Regions from separate parts of the Mus musculus genome. Here region 2 is linked to region 1. A link is a contact called in public Hi-C data. All regions are on one chromosome and are shown on one strand. The core of a region is the stretch at or near the end of the contact, and the rest is flanking DNA. Distances in the headings are between cores, read along the strand shown. Region 1 overlaps Smyd3 (SET and MYND domain containing 3). Region 2 overlaps Smyd3 (SET and MYND domain containing 3).

Evidence for each region. A called contact is a pair of places that touch in the nucleus more often than the background predicts.
Region 2: a Hi-C map of the N1E-115 cell line shows a contact between it and region 1, with 4 times the contacts expected there. The contact joins two enhancer-like sites. A contact is called at or near these places in 1 of 15 datasets of contacts at CTCF or cohesin (the NIH/3T3 cell line) and 3 of 484 Hi-C or Micro-C datasets (the N1E-115 cell line, cerebral cortex and pre-hematopoietic stem cells).

Annotation. Positions count from the first base shown.
Region 1 is chr1:179,085,820-179,091,885 of GRCm38.p6, forward strand. Smyd3 (SET and MYND domain containing 3) reads right to left here. Exons shown (of 12, transcript NM_027188.4): 8 at 505-615. Among named protein-coding and RNA genes, the nearest start is that of Gm31349, 240 kb to the right of the region's middle. Within about 2 kb of position 2,167, at least 20 of the 459 cell types and tissues checked have an H3K27ac peak or open chromatin away from gene starts, as enhancers often do. A contact at or near this core is called in the N1E-115 cell line, where this site is marked.
Region 2 is chr1:179,483,595-179,489,660 of GRCm38.p6, forward strand. The region is part of intron 1 of Smyd3 (SET and MYND domain containing 3); the gene reads right to left. Among named protein-coding and RNA genes, the nearest start is that of Smyd3, 31 kb to the right of the region's middle. Within about 2 kb of position 2,372, at least 24 of the 459 cell types and tissues checked have an H3K27ac peak or open chromatin away from gene starts, as enhancers often do. A contact at or near this core is called in the N1E-115 cell line, where this site is marked.

The DNA of each region.
Region 1 (6,066 bases), core at 917-3,416:
GATAAGTTCAAAATGAGGACAGTGCATGAGTAACTGAAGAGCAGTTTATTATGTTTATGGCATTAGTTTTGGCTCTTCTTCCTTCCTTGGAGAGTGAGAGTCCTGAGGTAAGTGAGCTCCATCTGATAAGGCGCCGCAGAAGAGAGCCTTTTGGAACCAATTTAAAAGAACTAAGAAGACAAAATACGACTTGGTATGTTTATTGCTCAGCAGTAACTGTTATCAATCGTAACATAATTCAGGCTTCTTACTGTATGCTCTCAACAGCCCTCTGGCCTTTCATATCCTTTTAATTACATGTTTAATGTCATGTGTTTAATGTCTATATTCCATGATACCTGAAGCCCCACAGATTGTAAATCTCGCCTTGTCAGGAAATGAAGAGTGCAGCAAGTGCCCTGTTCTACTTAGCTGTGCACTTTGGAGCAGTGTGAACACAGCCGAGCTCCCCAGACCCTTCAGACACCACCATGGAAAGCTTCAATCTGCTCTCATTCCACCTACCTTGTCCTGGGTTTGGCATCGGATGCAGTCACACTCAAAGCAGTACTGGTCCCTCAGCTGCTTCCGGCGTTCCTCGCTGGTCATCAGCATGTCCAGGTAGCAGATGGTGAGCTGTGGGAACCGAAGGAAAGGCTTGCATGACTGGTACACTCATTTGCTTCTACTGCTATCATCACTGCTAATGCTTAGAGTAAGACATCAATGGGAGGAAGAGAAAGGAGCCACCTACAGCCTCCTCCCCTGGCGACTGTAATGTGTCTTATTCTAGTCTGGCTCACTGTCAACATACAGACATTACATGCTTAATTTAAAGAATCACGTTTATAACCTGGACACAATTTTGTACTTTATCTTTGTCTTTTGTTTTTCTTCCATCAAACAGAAAAACCTCAGGAGTTATTTCATATTTACTGTCACTAAGGTTTGACCATAAATTCTATGACCCTTGATGACCAGAGAGGCCAGTTTCACTCTGTTCTGGGTCCCTGGTCTTCAGGTAACACCATGGGCATAAACATGTTTCCCCAACACACAAGAATCAAGTTCACAGTTATCAGAACTCTTCTCCCCTTCCTACTCACCTGCAGAGCCTCCCTAGTTAGGAGAGGAGGCAGTAGCTCTATTCATGTTGTCTAGACTGAACCCTTTGTGTCTCCCTGGACTCTAACATCCAAAACCATCAGGAAGTTCTGTTGTATCCACATTAACAATTCATCCAGAAGTGACCACTTTTAATCTTTCCCACTGTTACATCCCAACCTGGCCAACCACCATCTCAGGATGGTCTCCCCACCCCACCCTTGGCCCTTCTCTCCTAGAAGGAATCTCTGCATTCTACAATCTAGCCTTCACCACAATTGAAGTCAGACAGGCTTTCTTCAGTTTGAAATACTGCAATAGCGCCCCCTTTTGTCTGAGGAAAGCCAAGGTCTTACAGAGCAACCCGAGTGTGGCCTCTGGACTGCATAGGCTCAATGCTGAATTGGAGGAAGGAAATACAAAGTCCTCATTTAGAAACTTGTTTACTATTTGGTAAGAATGTGTGTGTGTGTGTGTGTGTGTGTGTGTGTGTGTGTGTGTGTGTGTGTGTTTCTAATGATAAAACGTTTTGTTATGGTTACTGTTTTTAAATATTCATTTTTCAAATTTGTCAAAAATATTAAGTCTGATGACCCAAGTAAAATATGGGTCTTTCATCACTGGGGACAGAGAAGCAAGAGCTTCATATAAGCTGCACCCACTCCTTTGAACGCATGGCCCTCCCTGTACGTTCCCTTCCCCCTTTTCCATGGCTCTTGCTGCTCTGGCTAGTCTGGCCTCTTTGTTGTCCCTTCATATTTTCCCTTCAGGCCTGAGTTCTCCCAGATCCACCAAGGTGGCCTCTCTGGTCCTCTTCCATTTCAATCAAATCCCATTTTCTCTAGGAGGCCTAACCTGCAGCCTATTTAAAATAACAACTGGCTCCTGCCACACCCAGCGCTCCTCCCCTCCCCCTTGTCTTCCTTTGCTTTACTCTGGTAATGGATACCAGCTTGTACTATACAGTATACATGACTTATTTATCTGTTTTCAAATGCAGAACATAATTATGGGTGTGGGGGAGTTGGGGATATTGCAGGGAGGAGGGGGCAGGGTTATCTGTTGAAAGACTTGACAAAATGCCCCAGAGCAAACACTCCATGTGGTTTTTCTTAACTGAAAACAAAGCACCCCGTGTCTACTAAACATGATTATACTTGTTTGAAGTCAAGGTAGGGCAGAGAAGGCCTCTGACAGAAAATGACTTTAAGGTGGCCTCCTTGAGGAGGAGGAAGTCTGGCCAGCCACATGGGTCAGACTCACTGTCACCAGGGTGACAGAAGACAGAACCTGAGCTGACTCCCTGGCTCATCACAGAGGCTCATGTTAGAAAGCTGTGGGTGCCTTCTTCCACAGAAGAACTAATGTCTGCCCCAAGAGTATAGATCTGGTCTTGCAGGAACACCTCTGGTGAGTGCTGCACTCCTGAAGTAACTGCAACAGAAAAAAACCTAAAAGGAGCTGGGATCTGCATTTGACCCGATTCAAGCCTGACTCTTTCACCTGGACTGCAGCAGGTACCCTTCTTGGGGTGGCAGTGGAGCCTACGAACAGAAGGAGCCTCTACAGCCCCACCGTGGAATATATACAGCACAAGCTACACAGAGCAGTGGTGGTGGCTGGCTCTTTTGGCTAAGACAATGGTCATCTTTTCATTTCCTCCATCTCTCTCTTGCATTTGAAGGCAGGGCAGAGGAGAAAGGGCTACAGTACAAGGCCAGTTCCCATGCCTTTTGGAGAACACCAGGTTCCACAGACCAAGCAACTAGTCTCAAAGCGTATATTCGAGAACATCTTTATCAGTAAGTTTGGGGCTGTACACTCATCCTGTATCCTCAGACTCTCTGGTCCTGGACAGATCCCCACACAGGTGAGGGGGCAGCTGGTGACTATGCTCCCTGTAGAATTCATTCTAAGACCCCGTTTCTCAGCCCAGCCTAAAGACCAGAAGTCACTAGTCATCGCTGTCAGGTCAAGCAGAAGCTCTTGGGTAATTCCAAGCTACTGTGAAGCCACCAACTCAACAGTGTCTGGCTCTAAAACTGCATTATAAGGACTACAACTCATGTGTGACTGCCGGGCAGGAGACTAGTTATTTTGTCTCACCCCAATAAATAGGGTCTCACAGTCTTTCTGGGTAGCCTGTAATGCCTGAAGCCTTTACCCAAGCAATGGCTTTCTAACTTGCCTCCTAGGGGCTTTTTCTACCTTTTTACCTTCTAAACTGATGAGAGAGGGGGAGGGGGAAAATGAGGGAGAGGGGAAGGGGGAGGGGGAGGAGGAGGGAGAACACGCTCCCTAACACCCATAGCTGGTTGAGTCATTCCTCTATGTGAAGACTTCAGGCAGCTTCTTCCTGCCTATGGATGGAGCCCCACAAGTCTTTTCTCCTAGACTGATTGTAGGTCTACTTCCTCGTCTCAGATGTCTTTTCCTGTGCCTCATAGAGTCTTGACTATACAGCTGTCTACGCCCCCTCCCTCTGGGATAGGGACTCCTTATCTTTTCTGTGCCTCTTTCATGCCACTGAAGTTTGCAAACTATACTGTACCAAAGCTGAGGGGCTCAGCAGCAAGAACATTCCGGAAGCACGCAGCTAGCTTGAAATGGCAGCTCAATCATTTTATCAAGCAAAGATAAAAACCTTTATTAAAGGCTCATAGATTTGAAAGTTTAAATGGAGTCACTGCTCACTACATGCGGGGCGGGCACACACACAAACCACGGCCATTGATCAACTGGTGCTTTAATGGCACAGAACAAAATCGCATTAAAATATTAATGCTCTGACCATTGCTCTGCCATTTAAGTGTAACTCTTATGAAAAAAATGCATAAATCATTTCCAGCTTTAGAGCAATATTGCAGAGGTTTCAGGGACTTGGTTATGGTGCCTCTGTTCAAATCACATAGCGGAGAAAACTGTTTTCCCTGAAACCATCTTTCCCATCAACAACGGAGTGCAGAATAAAACCAAATCTTGTTTTCATTTTTGTAGTATATTGTCACAGTTACACATTTTTCCAATACTAGCTCAAAGTTTAAAAAAAAAATCACTTCATCTTAAAGTCACTTTTGTCCCTTTTCTTTGTCACACAAATTCTACTAATTTTGGTTTCTAAATATTGTATTCTTCACATTCTGTATTCTGAGCCACCACTTGGCCTCCTCCTGACTTCAGACTGTCATTGTCAACTCTTGCCCGGAGGGACAGACTGACCCTCCTCTTAATCTTGTCTATAGGCATAAGATCTTACCATACCTCCTTTCCTCAAAACTCAAGGAGACCCACTGCCTGGCCCTCGTTCCTCCCACATAGCAGACACCTAGAAATCCTCGGGTGAACAGCATTCTGTGAAAAGCCCCAGACTGGTCCAGCCCCCATGCATTCTCCATTCCTGGCTGGAGTGGATTCCTCAATACCGATGTGAACCATTTCTTGCTCACTGAACTCAGCACTCTGCCAGTGGCTTCTGTCTCCTTGCTTGGAACACTGGTGCCTGCCTCACCTAACTTTATTTCTATAGATTCTTTCAGATCGAAAGGCCACTTCTCTATATGTCCCCTTAACTGACCCCCCCCCCCAACCCTGGCACCTGTATATGCCTTGGGTAGTCTGTTCAGAGTATCTATGAAGCCTTGGCACACCTATGCTACCATGCTTCTTGTATCATGTTGCTGCCTTCTGTCTGTCTCCTCCTTCCACACAAGAAGGTCATTCTGATACACGGATTCCTCAGACTCTGGAACAGCCAACCAGCCCCTACCACACAGAAAGCCCTCTGTGAATTTGCTCCAGCAAACAGAGATTACTGAATGAAGAACCCTAATCCCCAAACACTTGAAACAAACATTGACATTAGGGATACTAATATGTTCAATTCATGCAAATCACTATCCACCCAAGTGATGAGGCCCCAGAAGATGATGAACCAATGTGTTAGTTATAAGGGTTTAGAAAACCCCAACCCCTTCTCATAGATTTTCTTGTTTGTTGACATCGTCCAGTGCTGGGAATTGAATCCGAGATACTGTATATGCTCAGAGCTTTACCACTGAGAGATACCCTAGCCCCGTTTGGTTAAAACATCATCACCACCAACAGTCACTTTTGCCTTTAGATGATGTACAATGATTCATCTTAATTGTCAACTTGACTGTATTAAGGTATGACTAGGAAATTATGAAAGCATACCTCTGCTAGTATCTATGAGGGAGCTTTCAGAGACAAGCAGATGAGGAGAGCTCTCACATAAACAAGTATAATTGATGTATTAATAATAATAATATATAGTGGATATACCCGAACAGCACACCAGGCCAAGGCAGTTCCACGTGAGAGAGGTTTATTGTGGGGGAGAGGAGAAAAGGAGTGACAGGGCAAGTGGAAAGGGAAAGAAGAAAGAAAGAGAAGAAAAAGAGGAGGGGGTGTTCCCCTTATTTATATGGAAAGTGACATAACACAAGTAAGGCTGGGAGGTGAGCCAAGTGGGTTCTGGGATATGGTGGTCGTTGGCTTGGCAACTGGCCTGCAGGTTGTGGGTCACGTTGTTAGCTCATAGGTTTGGAATGTCCTGGTACTAACAATAATCAATTGATGTATTCAAATTTTGAATAGACTATTGAGGAAAGGCACACCTAGGGAAGGTGGGACCTAGTTGAGGATGTAGGTCACTGGGAAGCAACATAGCTCTGGTCTCTCATTATCGCTTCACTTTGTCTACCATGATGTGAACTATCTCAGTTGTCTTCATGGCCATGAGCCAAACAGCCTTTGTTATGTGATGCTGCAGCTGCAAATGTGCTGTGTCACGATGGGCTCAGGAACATGGAGCTAACTTGCCATGGACTGAACCCTGTACAGCATGGCATTCAATAAACCATTCCTCTAAGTTGCTGATGTCAAGTCACAGAGGTTCAAAAGTCACAAGCACACTAACAGGGCTGAACAAAGACGTTCCCTTTCTAGTCCGCCTTCAAGTCA
Region 2 (6,066 bases), core at 1,122-3,621, 400 kb after region 1:
GACAATGAGGAGATTATCAAGAGGCCGGGAAGATGGCCTAACACTTGCACCAAGCCTGGTACACTGTGATGGCTCATTTCTACATCAGCTTGACACCGGCTAGAGTCATTTTGGAAGAGGGAACCTCAACTGAGAAAATGACCCACCGGAGCTGGAGAGATGGCTCAGTGGTTAGGAGCACTGACTGCTCTTCCAGAGGTCCTGAGTTCAATTCCCAGTAACCACATGGTGGCTCACAACCATCTGTAATGGTATCCGATGCCCTCTTCTGGTGTCTGAAGACAGCTACAGTGTAAAGAGAGAGTTGGGGGAGGGGAGGGGAGGGGAAGAGAGGAGAGGAGACGACTGCACTGGTCTGTGGGCAGCCCTTGGTGCATTTTCTTAGCTGATGATTGATTGGGGATTGTCGGTCCCACAGGGGTTGGCATCACTGCTGGGTGGGCACTCCTGGATGGTATAAGAAAGTCAAGCAAGCCATAAGGAACAAGCCGGTCAGCATGTCAGCAGCGGTCCTGAGCCTCTGCCCCAGCTCCTGCCTGAGTTACCTTAGTGATGGACAGTGATGGAGCATGTGACTGAAATGAAAAATTAACCCTTTCGTCCCCAGCTTGCGTTCTGTCATGGTGTTTCATCAAAACAATGGAAACCTAAACTGAGACACAGCTAGAGTTCAGCCCCAGAAACCCACACAGTCAGAGGAACTACCTCACAGAAGTTGTCCTCTGATATCCACATACATGCACGTAAGTATGCACAAAGAGAGAGAAAGAGAGAAAGAAAACAAAAAATTAGTCAACTAATGTGGGGTTAAAGGTTATCACAGAATCCAGTATTCTTTTCCAGAGTGAGTCTTAATCAAGTTGTAAAACTGACTGGTTGGGTATCAAGAAATACCTTTTTTAATATTTAAAATATAAAATAATGCAAATTATCATATTTGGTTCCTATATCACAACCAAGATTGTGCTTCCTTACAATTTTAGTTTTGATTTCTTATGCTTTTACAAGATAGTAATATAGCATATATACAGATATATTAATATAATTTAGACAAGATAACTTGAAAAATATCCTTAGGTCCAATTTCCTATCAACTTCAACAAATACCAAGAAAGAAAACCTTAGAGAGTACATTACTGCTTTAATTAATTTTAAAAATATTAATTGGCATATCCCTAGTTTGTGCTGATTTTACAAGTGTTTGAAAATAGTTATTGGATTAAACCTCCCTTCTTGTTTATAGTCTTAATTAGCTAAGCAAATCCCTTTCTATTCGCCTTCAACAGTACAAAGAAAACTTCAAGCCAGCACATCACAATTACTGTAAATTTCTAATTAATAAGTATAACTTTAATAAGTTTCTACCATACCTTAGTGAATATTAACCAGGTTAAACCCCAGTCATTATCAGGCTATTGACTAAACGCCATGGTGACCTGGAGTTCTGTATGTATCTGGAAAGAATACAGGCACGAGGGCGGAGGCATCCATGCTCCAAACTGTATGAGAAGATGTATGAGAAGAAAAGATTCTGAAGAATTCGAGAACACATGCAGGCTCTTGAGATCATCTTACGTTTCCCAAGTGTCACGGGCTAAGAATCCGATCTCATTTTCTTTTCTTTTCTTTTCTTTTTTTTAAGATTTGTTTATTGTATATATATGAGTACACTGTAGCTGTCAGACACACCAGAAGAGGGCATCAGATCCCATTACAGACAGCTGTGAACCACCATGTGGTTGCTGGGAATTGATATCATCAGGATCTCTGGAAGAGCATCTCTCGAGCTCCCCCACCTTCCCCTCCCCCACGCCCATTTTCAAAGGAAGCTAATCCAAACGTGTTATTCTGTAACTGAAACGCCCTCGGTCTCCATGTGATGGTGGACGCTATGACATTCTTAAAAAATCATCTGAGGCCCTGGGTAGGAAAAAATAATTAATGGAGAATGTCTCAAAATGCAGATGTGTTGTAAGGCCTGGGGGAGTGGTTCAGTGGTAGGGAGCATGCATGAGGCCCTGAGTTCAGTCCCTAGCACTGAATCCACACCATCCCGCCCCACCCCACAAAGAGAATCTGCAATCCACTGTGAAAACTTCAGACAGAAGGGATTTCAGCAAAATGGCTTCCTAGAAGTACCTGATGAACGTCTTATACAACAAAAGACCAAAGAAAACCAACAGCTACTTTACTGAGTTTTTGAGTAGGAGCTGACAGAGTGGGTTAGGAAAGGTACTGAAACACACAGAGAAAGAAACACAGTAGCTGTAGAAAGAATGTAACTAAGCACACAGCACTTACAGCCCCAGCTCTGGAGAGCAACCTTGAACCAGGAAGTACTTCCCTCTGCAAAGAAGGAAAGCAGGAGGCCCCAGACATTCCCACTGAAATATGTGCTGCTGTAAAAGCCTACCACTCCCAGACCCTGAACCCTATCTGAGGAGCTGCAGGGTTCCCACACAATTACAAGGCATGGAGCCAAAAACCTAACAAAGAATACACAGGACATACAGACAATGAAGCAGTCCTCAGCCCCAGAAAAATAATAGAATCCTGTCATTTGGGGCAACGTGGTTGGAACTGGAAGAAATGAGCCAGGCACAGAAACAAGATAGCATCTTCTTACTCACACGAAAAACTTATATAATGACCTCACAGAAGTAAAGAGCAGAGGTCACTGGTCTCGAGCAAGGGTATGGGCAGAGGAACAAAGACAGGACAAGTACCAGACACCAAAATGCAGTCAGATACAGGAGAAAGGTACTGCTCTACAGCACAGCAGGAAGCCTGTTTCAGAGCAGTGTAATGTATTCAGTGAAGAACTGGAATGAGTTCAAAGCCACAAACACAAACAAATGAGGTGTTTAGGAGGAAAATGTTGACTACCTCATTTGGTTGGTCACTATATATTGTGCAAATAAGTTATTTTAATTACAAAATGTAGCCTGGAAAAAAAAATGGTCACAATTAAAGAACAATTCCACAATAACAAAGTAGGGATACGACAAGTTTATGCAATGTGTGCCGTCAGAATAGATTTAGATGGGAAGAAAAGAAACAGAGACTAGATAAAGCCTACTGTGTGAGGCTGGGGGTTTGCTCAGTAGGACAATGCCTGCCTAGTGTGCATGAGGCCCTGGGATTGAATCCGTTGCTGCTACTCCACAAAAATAATCCACCCAAAATCGGATGGTACAAACTTACATACTTCCAGCACTCAGGAAGCTGGGGCAGGAGGATTGCTGTAAGGCCAGCCTAACTAAAAGGCAAGTACCAGGCAAGGCAAGATGCCAGCGAGGAAGAGAGAAATATTAGCAGGACACGGAGGAAAAACAAAACATCCTTGTTCTGAGAAAATACAAGCCGAGGGGCTGGAAAAATGCTCAGTGGGTAAAGTGTGGACCATGCAAACGTGAAAAGTCAGAGGCGGTGCCACACATTTGTAGTGCTGAGGACATGGACTCAGGAGGCTCGCTGGCGCTCACTGGCCCCACCTGACTGGTGGCCAACAGGTCCCAGTGAGAGATCCTACCTCATGTAAAACAAGGAAGACAGTGATCAAGGGGAAACATTCAAGGTTGACTTCTGCATACATACATGTGTAGATATATGTATGTATGTGTGTGCGCAGTGTGCACGTGCTCTCTCTCTCTCACACACACACACACACACACACACACACACACACACACACACACACCCCTCAATGTATCCACAAGGAAAGAGACAGAAAGACAAAGAGAACGAGCTGAGCACTGTTGTTCAAGACTGTTAATTCCAGTACTTAGGAGGTAAAAACAGAAACAGTTCAAGGTCACCCTCAAGTTCAAGGCCAGCCTCTCCTACATAGCAAGTTCAATGGTAACTTCTACATAGGAAGTTCAAGGGCAACCTCTCCTACACAGGCAATTCAAGGCCAACCCGGACAATGTAATATCCTTATTTAAAAAAAAAAAAAAAAAGGAAGGAGAAAGAGGAGAGGGAAACAAGCATACATGAACTATTTAAGTAAAAAAAAAAAAAAATTACATATGCAGACTAGCCTTAAAATGGTTCAAAAAATAAATGTATGTGTGTATAAATAGAGAGCAACTAAACATGACAAAGCCCACATGGGGAATGCTAACTTTTGCTAAATTTGGATAAAGGACATAAGAAACATCTCTGTTTCTTCTCAACTTTCCTGTAATTTTGAGATTATACCCAAATAAAGTTTCTTTTAAAAAAAATGATTTAACCAATTATAAAGCAGAATTAAAGAAGAGAATGCATTCACAATGAGCCTTTAATTTCAACTATAATTAGCAAACTAACAAAAAAATATACTTTGCAATGAAAATATCTAAAAGTTAACGTGATATAAAGCACAGATAAATATTTTATGAGTTATTAAAGCTTACTGGAGCACAGCAATTATACTCTGGTGCTGTTTATTGTTCTGCTCAGATTTCATCCTGAGCCCATCAGGGCTCCCCTGAGGAAGATTAAAACCCTGTGTCTCCAATCTATAAATAGACTGTTAGATCCAAACCGAAAGAAGTTCTATAAATACGAATGAAGCGAGTTCCTTAAATCAACTAGATTAACAACTGCAGAGGTATCAATGGCTGACAGACTGTAAGAGCTCATTAGCGAAGCACAAGTCAGCTACAGGAAGTGGAGGACATCTGACCCAGTCTTGAGACACAAAACTGGTCATGATGCTTTGATGATTCCATAGTTCCAAAATACCCGACTGTAGTTTGACAGTGATTCCCATAATTTTTAAGTGTGGGAAGGACTGGGGGGCATTCAAGACAGGGTTTCTCTGCATAGCCCTGGCTGTCCTAGAGGTCACTCTGTAGACCAGGCTGGCCTCAAACTCACAGAGATCCTCTGCCTCTGCCTCCTGAATGCTGGGATTAAAACCATGCACCATCACCTCCCAGCTAAATTTGTTTTAGAATGGGATATAGACCAAAAGCCAATTGCCCAGCACTGCACAAGTCACAAAGTTCTCAGACCGCTCCTTGGTCTTGGTTAACATTACTACTGCGGTGATAAAACACAATGACCAAGAACACTCTGGGGAGGGAAGGGCTTCTATTTCACTCACAGCTCCATTTAACCCTTCATCAAAGGAAGTCAGCACAGCCACTCAAGCAGGGCAGGAACCTGGAGGCAGAAGCCAATACTGAGGCTAAATAAGAACTCTGCTCGCCAACTCATTCATCATGGCCTGCTCAGCCCACTTTCTTATAGAACCCAGCACCACCAGCCCAGGGATGACACCGCCCACAAACGGCTGGGTCCTCCTGGCAAAATTACTAATTAAAAAAAAAAAAAAGTTCAGCCGGGCGGTGGTGGCACACGCCTTTAATCCTAGCACTTGGGAGGCAGAGACAGGTGGGTTTCTGAGTTCGAGGCCAGCCTGGTCTACAAAGTGAGTTCCAGGACAGCCAGGACTATACAGAGAAACCCTGTCTCGAAAAAACAAACAAACAAAAAAGTTATTTTAAAAATTTTTTAAAATAAAAACACCCTACAGGCTTCTCTGCAGCCAGATCTTATGGAGACATTTTCTCAATGGGGGTGACCTCCTCTCAGATGACTCGAGCCTTTGTCAAACTGGCATAAAAACATTGAGCAGATACACACACTCACAATCTCACTCACTTCTTTCTATGAACCCAAGCACCATATGCAGTCATGATAATCAGAGGCTCCCGACTTTATGAAAAACGTCCCCCAAGTTAACAAGCAGCACATTCACACACTGCAGGACAGGAAGGCAGCTGGTGAGTCATAGCTCTTCTCTGTATTCGTGGCCTTCAGAGTAACGTCTTTCCCCAAATTACTCTGCAAAGAGAAAAGATGTTATCTTGGCTCACAGTTGTAGAGGTTCCAGTCCTAGGTCAAGCACACCAACTCCTATGAGCCTGCTGACACATTAGCCTTTCGTGGCAGGAGCAAATGGCAGAACAAATCACTTACTTCATAAGCCAAGAAGCAAAAGAAGTCCCTTTGGAGGCTGAGCCTCAGTGACCTAAAGACTTCCCATTATACCCACACTCTCTACAGGTTCTA